Linked DNA regions of Mus musculus: region 2 is linked to region 1. Evidence: chromatin contacts called from public Micro-C data. All regions are on one chromosome and are shown on one strand. The core of a region is the stretch at or near the end of the contact, and the rest is flanking DNA. Distances in the headings are between cores, read along the strand shown.

Region 1 (5,124 bases), core at 1,984-4,483:
TTCATTGGTAAAAGCAAGTGTGTTTCATAAGACAAGGTTCTTTTGGGCCCTGCAGTCTAAAATTATCTGGACCTAAGTCTGTACTGCATGTACTAGAGTCTCATCTTCCCTATTAGGCCCCCATAGAACAGGAATAGTGTCTCCATTTCAGCCCCAGTGTCCTGGGAACACTGCCTGATCCACAGTAAGGCATCAGCTAAAGGTTTGTAGAAAGACTAGTTGAAATATATCTTTCCCCCTTTCTTCTAATATCTCAGAGTGGTATAGAATTCAACACTCTAAACTGATATAATTCAACAAGAAATTAAAGATGAATAGTAGATATGAACTGAGAGTTGGTTCTTCATTGCCTGGAAACTTACTGTCAATGGATTCCACCAAGGGATCCCATGGAGGGCTAGGTGTCTCAGTTTCACTAAGACCCTCACTGTATGAGCTTCTCTGCTTATCATCTTGGACCCATGGCTGTCACACATCTGAATGCATGTAACTTGAAAATGTGTTTGTGTGTGAGAAGTATGCATACACATACAAGATATCTCAGAAAGACATTTTGAGTACATGCTTACATGTATTACATGTTAATACAGTGAGGGGGATGGGAGATCTGTACACCCTGAAGAATTCCCCGATCAATCTCTAAATTTGAAAGCTTTTTCCTGTCTGCTACAGAGCTTATTTCACAGAGCAAGCATGAGTGAGCCCAATGCCTCTTGTTTGCCTGTACCTGAGCTGTCATAACCCTGGGAAAGCTACAGGGTTTGGAGGTTTCCTTCAGAGTATTGACAGACAGAACACCAACACCCGGCTTTCTTTCCTGAATAAATGACATTCCAATTGCCTGGACTGCTGTCTGGAAAGTTCTCTTGGAGACAGTTGTTTTAAGTTTATATCTTTCTCTCCTCCCAGAGAGACAAAGAGATCAATCATTTTGTTTTTCAAAGTAAACAGAACCATAAAATGAAAGACAGTGGTCCAATAAGCAGAATTTTGCTTGAGTTTGGGTCATACTTGCCTGAGTAAATATGTCTGAGTCAAGGGCTAAAGTGTAAGCAGGTCTAAGTGCAAGCCTCCAGGGACTATCCCTTGGGCATTAATATTAATATGAGGTTTTCATGGGGCACAAAGTAGTCTAATGTCATACCACTAACACTGTTTCTGGGTCAGCATGACTCCGGAGGCAAAAAGAACTTCTCTGCACTGCAGAAGCTTAAGGTTTCTTTTCTTGTCCCTGGTGCCTGCCACCCTCCCCCAGCACTGGCTGTCTCATTGCAGAATTAAGTGTTAACATAGGCAGAGCCCATTTGTGGAGCTGTTGCTGTTCTAAGCACTTTGCAGAGATTAACTCATTGATTCCTCAACATAATTCTGGAAGTCTGGATGCTGTATTACCTGCGTCTCACTGACAAAGGCTCTGAAGCGTGGAGGAGAGTGGATCACTTGCCCAAGGTGACACAGACTATAAGCAGAAGAGCTGGGGTTCATAGTCAGGCAGTCTGCCTAGAGACAACTTTATTAACTGGGATACCACACTTGAGATTGACTAATCCACTACTGCAAGCACCCTCTCAAAATAACTTTTAATATCAATATTAAATGAAAATCACAACAAAATAGAAGAGACCTTTGGCAATTACATTTCATATATTAATTGACTGTAAGGATTATAATAAGGGAAATATGGTGGAAACCACTGAATTTGTTGTGTGGTTCAGAAGTATAATAGAAAGTGTAACGCTTCTCTGTGCTTGTCTACCAACTACTTGATCTCTGGATACAAGACTCCACTTATCTCGCTAGGACTCTGTTGTGTTGAATCCTGGGAACTGAATTCTTTAAAAGCACAGAGAAAATATTTAGTATGTGTGGTTGGGGCATGAGAGATCCACAGATGGTGGCTTCTCTGCTTCTGTGGTAGGGGACTAGCTTTTCACATTTTAGTATCTTCCAAAGTTATAGTCCATATACAACAGCTTCACTGACAATCTGCTGGGATTTTTGCTGATATTTCCATGTAGCTATATGTATTTTCATGTTAGCAATCCTTTGGATGTGCAAGAAGAAAGCTCAGAGTTGCCTCGATAGATCTCACTTCAACCGTGTGTGTGTGTGTGTGTGTGTGTGTGTGTGTGTGTGTTGTGTTTATTTTTTAAGGATTTATTCATTTAATCTTAAATGCATATGTGAGTGCACGCATATATGTTTGTGGTGCTCTTTGTATTTGAAGAAGGTGCCAGATCCTCTAGACTGCAATTGTGGGTAGTTGTGAACTACCTAGTAGGTTCTGGGAACCAAATCTGGGTCTTCTGTAAGAGCAGCAACTGCTCTTTACTGTGGAGCCATCTCCATCCAGCCCCACTTCTCAAGATTTGTATTTCTGGTTTTCAACTCCACCTTTTCCACTATTATCACAGTTTGAATAAATAGGAAGCATTTTTTCATACTCAGAAACAACATCAACAAAAACCACTTAGTTTGCTTTCTCATAAAAAAAAATAGTACCAATTCTGGTAACTTCTTACCCTTTCCCTATTCTCATAGGCAGCCCTCCCCTGGAGCTAACTTGTTTCATGGGAAACAATTGTGTCATCAGCATCAGCCAAATTGCCAAATGACATCTTCCTTTCTCTCTGATGTGTTACCATGCCAGGGGTTCAGTTTTACAGAAACCTGTGCTGAGGCCCAGAAAAGCACTAGTTATCATGCTTTAAAAAGCTTCAAGAAGAGCTACGGTCAGCTACTTTCTTCTCCTCCCTCCTGGCATTGCTGCCATTTTTTATAATGTAGTGTTTGTATGTGTCTGCACGTGATGTGCAGTACATGGTGTGCACATATTATATATACTGGACTTCCCAAACAAAACTTCACAATTCTAAAAATACATTTAATGTGTGATTACAAAATGAATCTTCCATATACCACTGCTCTCTTCTTTATTGATTTAATGAACAAGAATTTTAAAGCATTAGGCTTGTTCTGTCAAAAGAACAGCGTTTGTTAGCCAGATCTTTGACATTTAAATCTGTAAGGGACAGTGGTGACCCTGGGTATGGGGTGGCTGAGGAGAGATGTAGAGAAGACCACAAGATGGTGATCTGAGAGTGGTGTGCAGGAGAGATTTCTGGAAGCCAAATATCATTAGATGACCTCTTTTAAGAAGTGCTGTTGTGCTAACTTAGGTAAGATGAACGGAAGCTTCCATTGGCATGCAAAATAAGGATGGGCAAAGCAGTTGCATATAAAAAGGGAAGGAATGATAAAAGAATACTGAAGAGTGTGGATCTGGACTATGCATGGGTAAATTACAGCTATGCAAACTTGATAGTCTAGTATTTGTTTCCAGAGGTAGAAATTAGGAGAATGTTTCATATGTACATGTAATAAATAGGGACTAGTGAGAGCAATCTTCTGTTTGTGAAGCAACAGAGCCAACAAGAACTTCAGAATCCATTACAAAGTGAGTTCTCCTTTTCTGAGGGTTCCCTGAGGGGAGGGATTTGATGGAGACATCCCTTTAGGGTTCCAAGGTCTCTCACTTTGCATAGTCAAGTGTGGGTCTCTGTGTTTATTCCCAAGTACTGATGGCTGAAACTACCGATGAGTGTACAATCAAAACCTGGATGTTGAATGGAGTTAATCTAGTTTATATGCCTAAGTAAGAACTAACCACCGTGAAGTCCAGGTTGCAGGTGAATGCATATTTGTCATGTTATTCTTTTTTTTTCTTTAAATGAAACTATCTTTTTTTCTTCTAATATAATACATCTGGATTTCAGTTTCTTCTCCCTCTATTTATTCCTCTCACTTCCCCCCCACCCCTCCTATTCAGATGCCGACAGACTTCTAAGAAATAATAACATGATAAACAATATAATGTAATGTAATATGATGAAACAAAAACAAACACAACAGAATTGGATGAAACAAATAGAGAAAGAAGTCCAAGAAAAGGCAAAAGAATCAGAGATTCACTTATTTTTGCACATTCAGGATTCCCATAAAACCACTATATATGAGTGTATATATATATATATATATATATATATGTATATATGTATAAAAGCAAATTATATATGTATATAATAAATATTATACTATAATAAGACATGTAATATAAGGAAAACATATGTAATATATATAGTTACATATATAATATATGTAATAAAGTATATATAAATATATATTATAAGTATATATGTATATTTACTTATATTAAAAGCAAAGGACTGGGTGCAGACCAGGTCTCTGTCTGCTTGCTGCTTCAATATCATTGAGTTCATGTGAGCTTTGCTCAGTTGTTCTATAGCAGTGCTTGTCAACTTTCCTAATGCTGCAACCTTATAATAAAGTTTCTCATTTCATAGTGATCTCCAAACATAAAACTTTCCCTGCCACTACATAACTGTAAATTTGCTACTGTTATGATTTAGAATGTAAATACCTGTTAAATAGAATATCTGATATGTGGCAACCCTAGAGAAGTCTTGACCCACAGGTTGAGAACTACTGATTGAAAAGGTGTTTTGTTTTGTTTGTTTTGTTGTTGTTGTTTTGCTGTTGTCCTGCATTCCCTTTGGCTCTTACACTCTTTCTGCCTCATTTTCTGAGGGGCTCCCTGAGCCCTGAGCATTTGATGGAGATGTCCCTTTAGGACTGTTGCAAAGTTTCTTACTCTCAGCGGGGAGTGGTGGTGCACACCTTTAATCCCAGCACTCAGGAGGCAGAGGCAGGCAGATTTCTGAGTTCGAGGCCAACCTGGTCTACAAAGTGAGTTCCAGGACAGCCAGGACTATACAGAGAAACCCTGTCTTGAAAAAAAAAGTTTCTTACTCCTGTATAATGTCTGGGTGTGGGTCTCTGTATTTATTCTCATCTGCTCTAGGAGAAAAGTTCTCTGGTAATGGCTGAGCAAGGCATGGATCTATAAATATAGCAGAATGCAAATTAAAAATCATTTTATTCCTCCAATTGTTTTAGTTTGGTTTTCTTGCTTGTTTTCTTCCCTCCTCCCTCCTTTCTTTTCTCTTCTTTTCTTTTTCCTTCTTTTCTTCTTTCTTTCTTTCTTTTATTTTTTTTTAATTTAATTTAATTTTTTTTTTGAGACAGTGTCTCTCTGTATAGTCC
Region 2 (4,798 bases), core at 1,767-4,266, 410 kb before region 1:
AGTTGTATAAGTTTGCACTCCCACCAGCAATGGAGGAGTGTTCCCTTTGTTTCAAATCCTTGTCAGCATGTGTTGTCCCTTAAGTTTTGCTTTTTTTTTTTTTAATCTTAGCCTTTCTTATGGGTATAAGGTGGAATCTCAGAGTCATTTTGATTTGCATTTCCCTGTTGACTAAGGACACTGAACATTCCTTTAAGTGTTTCTTAGTCATTAGAAATTCCTCTGTTGAGAATTCTCTGTTTAGCTCTGTACCCCATTTTTAATTGGGTTATTGGGTTGTTGGTGTCGAACTTCTTATGCAAATGGATGTAACTAGAAAATATCATCCTGAGTGAGGTAACACAGACCCCAAAGGACATGTCTATTATGTACTCATTTATAAGAGGAAATGAGCCACAAACTACAGGATAACCACACTACAATCCCCAAATCCAAAGAAACCAAATAACAAGGATGACCCAAGATAGGATGCTTGAAACTTTCTCAGAAGGGAAAATAGAAGTTATAGGAAGTAGATGGAGGGAAGGAAATGGGTAGGAGAGGGGAAGAGGAAGGGAATGGAGTCAGGAGGATCAGATGTAGGGAGATCAAGGCAGAGAAAACTGAAATCAGCAGGAAGGGGGGCATCTCTAGGACATGTCAAAGACCTGGGATGGGGAAAGCCCCAGGGAATCTATAGCTGAGACCTCTAGCAGTGTTGGACATGGAGCCTTCTATAGCCAGGCAGGACTCCAGTGGAGAGATAAGGACAGCAACCCATCCACAAAATCTTTGGCATAAATTGTGCTGTGTCTACAAGATGTGCAGGGACAAAGATGGAGCAGAGACAAAGGGAATCACCAACCAAAGACTGGCCCAAATTGAGACCCATCCCATAGGCAACAACCAATCCCTGACACTATTAATGATAGTCTGTTAACTTACAAACAGGAGTCTAACATAACTGTCCTCTGAAAGACTCAACCCAGCAGCCAGTAGAAACAGATGCAGAACCCTACAGCCAAACTTCAGGCAGACTTATGGAAGAGTTGGGGAGAAAATTGAGGGATCCAAAGAGGACAGGAACTCCACAGGAAGACCAAAGGGGTCAATTAACCTGTACTCTTGGAGGCTACCAGACACTAAACCACCAACCAAAGAGTGAGCATGGACTGGACCTAGGCCCCCAACACATATGTAGTAGACGTATAACTTAGTCTTCAGGTCTTCATGCAGGTCCCCCAGCAACTGGAGCAGGCACACCACTAAACCTGTAGCCAGCCTGTGAATCCTATTCCCCTAACTGGGTTGCTTTGTCTGGTCTTAGTGGGAGAGGATGTGCCTAGTCCTGTAGGTGTGCCATGGTGGGGTGATTCTGGGGGTAGGGGGATCCTCTACCTCCTCAGAAAAGAAGAGGAGGGGGAAAATGCTGCAAGGAGCTGTGAGAGGAGGGTTGGGGGAGGAGGCTGATATCAGGATGTAAAATGAATAAATAAATTGATGAAAAAAGAAATATACTATTTAATGATAAAAACAAAGACATTATTTCTTTGCCATCATTCTTTAGCACATAAATATCACACTGGTATCTCTTCTGGGCTGGATTGTGTCACAGGGTTTGTTTTTTAAAATTGCTGTTTGAGCTACCAACTTGAATTTCATAATATATATGAAATTTTGCTTGAGATTGGGGCAGAATTTCAAGCAACTTCTGACAAGCCCTAAACATACTTCTGTCTTTTTTCCTATGTATGTACAAAATGTTGAGTTTCAGCATCAACAATTATATATATATTTAAAAAAATCTATGAACTCTGAAAAACATTGAAGATTCCTCAACTACCTTGTGTGGAATCAAATATTCAGCCAAGATTTAGTTCTTCTTGTAAAAGTAAGGAGTATATTCATCTCATTACTGTGTGAATTGATTTCATCTATAATAATGGGAAACTATTTATATAGCAAAGATTATTTTAAGACTTGGAAAAATGACTCAGCAGTTAAGAGAACTCACTCTTATAGAGAAGTAGAATTTGGCTTCCAGCATCCAGACTGGGTAGCTGACAACTGCCTCTAACTTCAGTTCTGGGGACCTGAGGCTTCCTAGTCCTGCTGTTGGGGGTACATGTCTCTCGTTGGAGCTAATGATTTGATGCAAATACCTTCATGAAATACCATTTTACAATCTGGGCTTTCCCCCTCTCTATACCAGAGACTAAAAACTCAGGGACTCGCACAAGCTAAGGTAACCATGTCCTGTATCTCAGTCCTTTGCTGCTGTTGTTGTTGTTGGGCTGGTGTTTGTGTTTTTTTTGGTTTTTCGAGACAGGGTTTCTCTGTGTAGCCCTGGCTGTCCTGGAACTCACTTTGTAGACCAGGCTGGCCTTGAACTCAGAAATTCGCCTGCCCCTGCCTCCCAAGTGCTGGGATTAAAGGCGTGCGCCACCACGCCCGGCTTGTGTGTTTGCTTTTCAACTTTAAGCTAGTCTTACTAAGTTGCCAAAGTTGACCTTTAACTCACTATGAAATGAGTTTTCCTTTTGCCACTTGCAAGCGTGGAAGAGGAAACCAAGGTTCTGAAATGCATTGTGAAGAATCTTCATAATCTGAACTTCTCATCCTGCCTCTGAGAGTCCGGTCCGGTCTCCCACTAAAGACTGGCTGCAGTCACCCCAATCCTGCAAACACTTGGTCCTGGGAGGCTAGGGTAGCAGCTCAGGAAGCATGTTAAATAAGATATGCAGTCTTCCTCTAGGCTGCAACTCTTCTTCAGTTTGCATTGTAAACAAGTTTACAGCAACCCCTTCCTTCATCTTGCCAGGCTCTTAACAAGCTGGGGAGGCTGAATTTTCCTCAAGGCTGCTGACATGCGCAGGAAAGTCAAGAAGCAGAGGGATCCCTGCATAGGGATCTTGGAGATAAGCCCCATTCCCACCCGGCCAGCTGCAGAAGCGCCAGGCTAGTCCTGTGCCAGAGTCATGTGACACAGAAGCTCGAATCCGTCGCTATGGGGCAGGAGTCAGCTCCTCAGCGGCCACTGCCGGATGTTTCATCATCCCCACCATCAAAGGCACTGTTCATCTCGAGGATAAGTCAGGCATCTCGCTCCAGGTGAGTTCTGCCGGGAAAGCGCGGGGCAGGAAGGAACCCGGGGCTAGGCGAACAGCCGCAGGCGGTGGCCGAGGCAGGATTCACGGGCGGTTTCCCAGCTGGTTGGGACAGTGGGCCTCAGGGCTAAGCTGCAGACTTTTCTGCAACAGGTTGGGATGAGAACAAACTGGCCTAGTGAGGGAGGAGCTGGGTGGAGTTGAGGGCTATTATAGGGAGGTTGGCCACGCCTCTTACAGGTATATGTTTGCCTCAGTTACTCATAGGAAGGTGCTAGTGAGTCCCCAAGCCACTCACTGCTCCACTGCTCCAGCGGAATCCGAAGTGAGTGTGGCAAGTCTCTAGAGAGGTGAGCTCTGTCCCCAGCCTTGCTGTTAGCTGGTAAGGATCCCACAGTCATTCCCCCCAGGATGGAGGCAGATGACCAATGAGGGCCTGGAGACACTAGCACTCTGGGATAGGTGTCAAGCCTGGTCCAGGGGTCTTCTTGGACCTGCAGCTAACCTCTGCACGCTGGTCCCAGAGAGAGCCTTCTGTATTAATACCTTTCTCTCTGCTAGTCCTGTAAGACATAAGATCAGCCAGGCTTAGAGCTGCCTAGCCCAGCATGGGTGAAATCTGAGGTCTGTCTTCACACTGTATCTGCCAGGACCAAACCTGTCACCGGGGCCACTGCGATTCTCATAGCCCTGAAGAAAATGAGTGTCAAGAAGAAAGATCTTATCACCTTACAGGACCCTGAAGCCAAGTACCCGCTGCCCTTGATTGAGAAGGAGGTAGTGGGTCACCTAAACCTCCCTCTGGTTAGGTGAAAGGGGAGGGTGGGGGTGGGGGAGAATGCTAGCTGGGGATATGAGGTGATCAGTCACCTCAGGACCAAATGGAGCACCTTTCTAAAGATCTGGACCACAAAGCAAAACTCCTAGAGAGTCAACAGAACCTGCCTACCTCTTTCTTCTTCTTCTTTTTCTAACCAGCAAATCAGTCACAACACCAGAAGGTTCCGCTTTGGGCTGCCCTCACCAGACCATGTCCTGGGGCTTCCTGTCGGTGAGCAGTGCTTGGTGACATGTCCAAGTCTGAGTGTTTGAGTACTTGGCTCCTATTAGCAATGGATTCCCATTCTTGTGGGATATGGAGGGTACACTGATATAACCCTGGACCACATGAATGGAGGGAATAGGCAGCTGGACTTGAGGACAGTGTCCCCATTGTCCCACTTGGACTGTCACAATAGTAATAGCTTGAGGAGCACTGATAAGACGTAAGCTTAGAGTCAGGAAGTTTAAGATCTCCTTAATGGCTCCTGTCCATGCAATTTAAGGCCAGTCCCTCACCATCTCTGACCTTCTTCCATCTATAGTATTTCCCAGGCTTTTCTGCCTACTTCAGGTATAGTGAGGGTAAAATGAATGATGGATATGAAAATTCAGAAACTTCATTGTGTTGTTCAGGGATGACAAGAACAGATGTTCCCTTGCAGTCAAGGCCCAATATACATGGGAATCACTAGCAGTGCAAATGCCCTAACTGGATGGATTATCTGAGGGGTCCTGAGACCCACTTGAGGAGGGACTCACTGTGGAAACCAATCCCAGCTGACCTCTTGAATTGTCCCGCTTCTAGTTTCATCAGTAACATCTCTAGACAGCTCATAAGATGAAAAACCTAAGGAACAAAGGTGGGACTGAGAAGCCCTTCCCCTTGTCTC

The links. A called contact is a pair of places that touch in the nucleus more often than the background predicts.
Region 2: a contact with region 1 is called in a Micro-C map of embryonic stem cells, with 1.6 times the contacts expected there. The contact joins the promoter of Cyb5r2 here to the enhancer-like site in region 1. A contact is called at or near these places in 2 of 39 promoter capture datasets (cranial neural crest and liver), 3 of 484 Hi-C or Micro-C datasets (cerebellum and embryonic stem cells) and 3 of 115 datasets of contacts at active chromatin or transcription factors (all in embryonic stem cells).

What each region holds. Positions count from the first base shown.
Region 1 is chr7:107,347,555-107,352,678 of GRCm38.p6, reverse strand. No RefSeq gene overlaps it. Among named protein-coding and RNA genes, the nearest start is that of Syt9, 21 kb to the left of the region's middle. Within about 2 kb of position 3,233, at least 1 of the 459 cell types and tissues checked has an H3K27ac peak or open chromatin away from gene starts, as enhancers often do. A contact at or near this core is called in embryonic stem cells, where this site is marked.
Region 2 is chr7:107,756,250-107,761,047 of GRCm38.p6, reverse strand. Cyb5r2 (cytochrome b5 reductase 2) reads left to right here and starts at 3,016. Exons shown (of 9, transcript NM_177216.4): 1 at 3,016-3,090; 2 at 3,737-3,863; 3 at 4,065-4,137. The coding sequence starts at 3,786.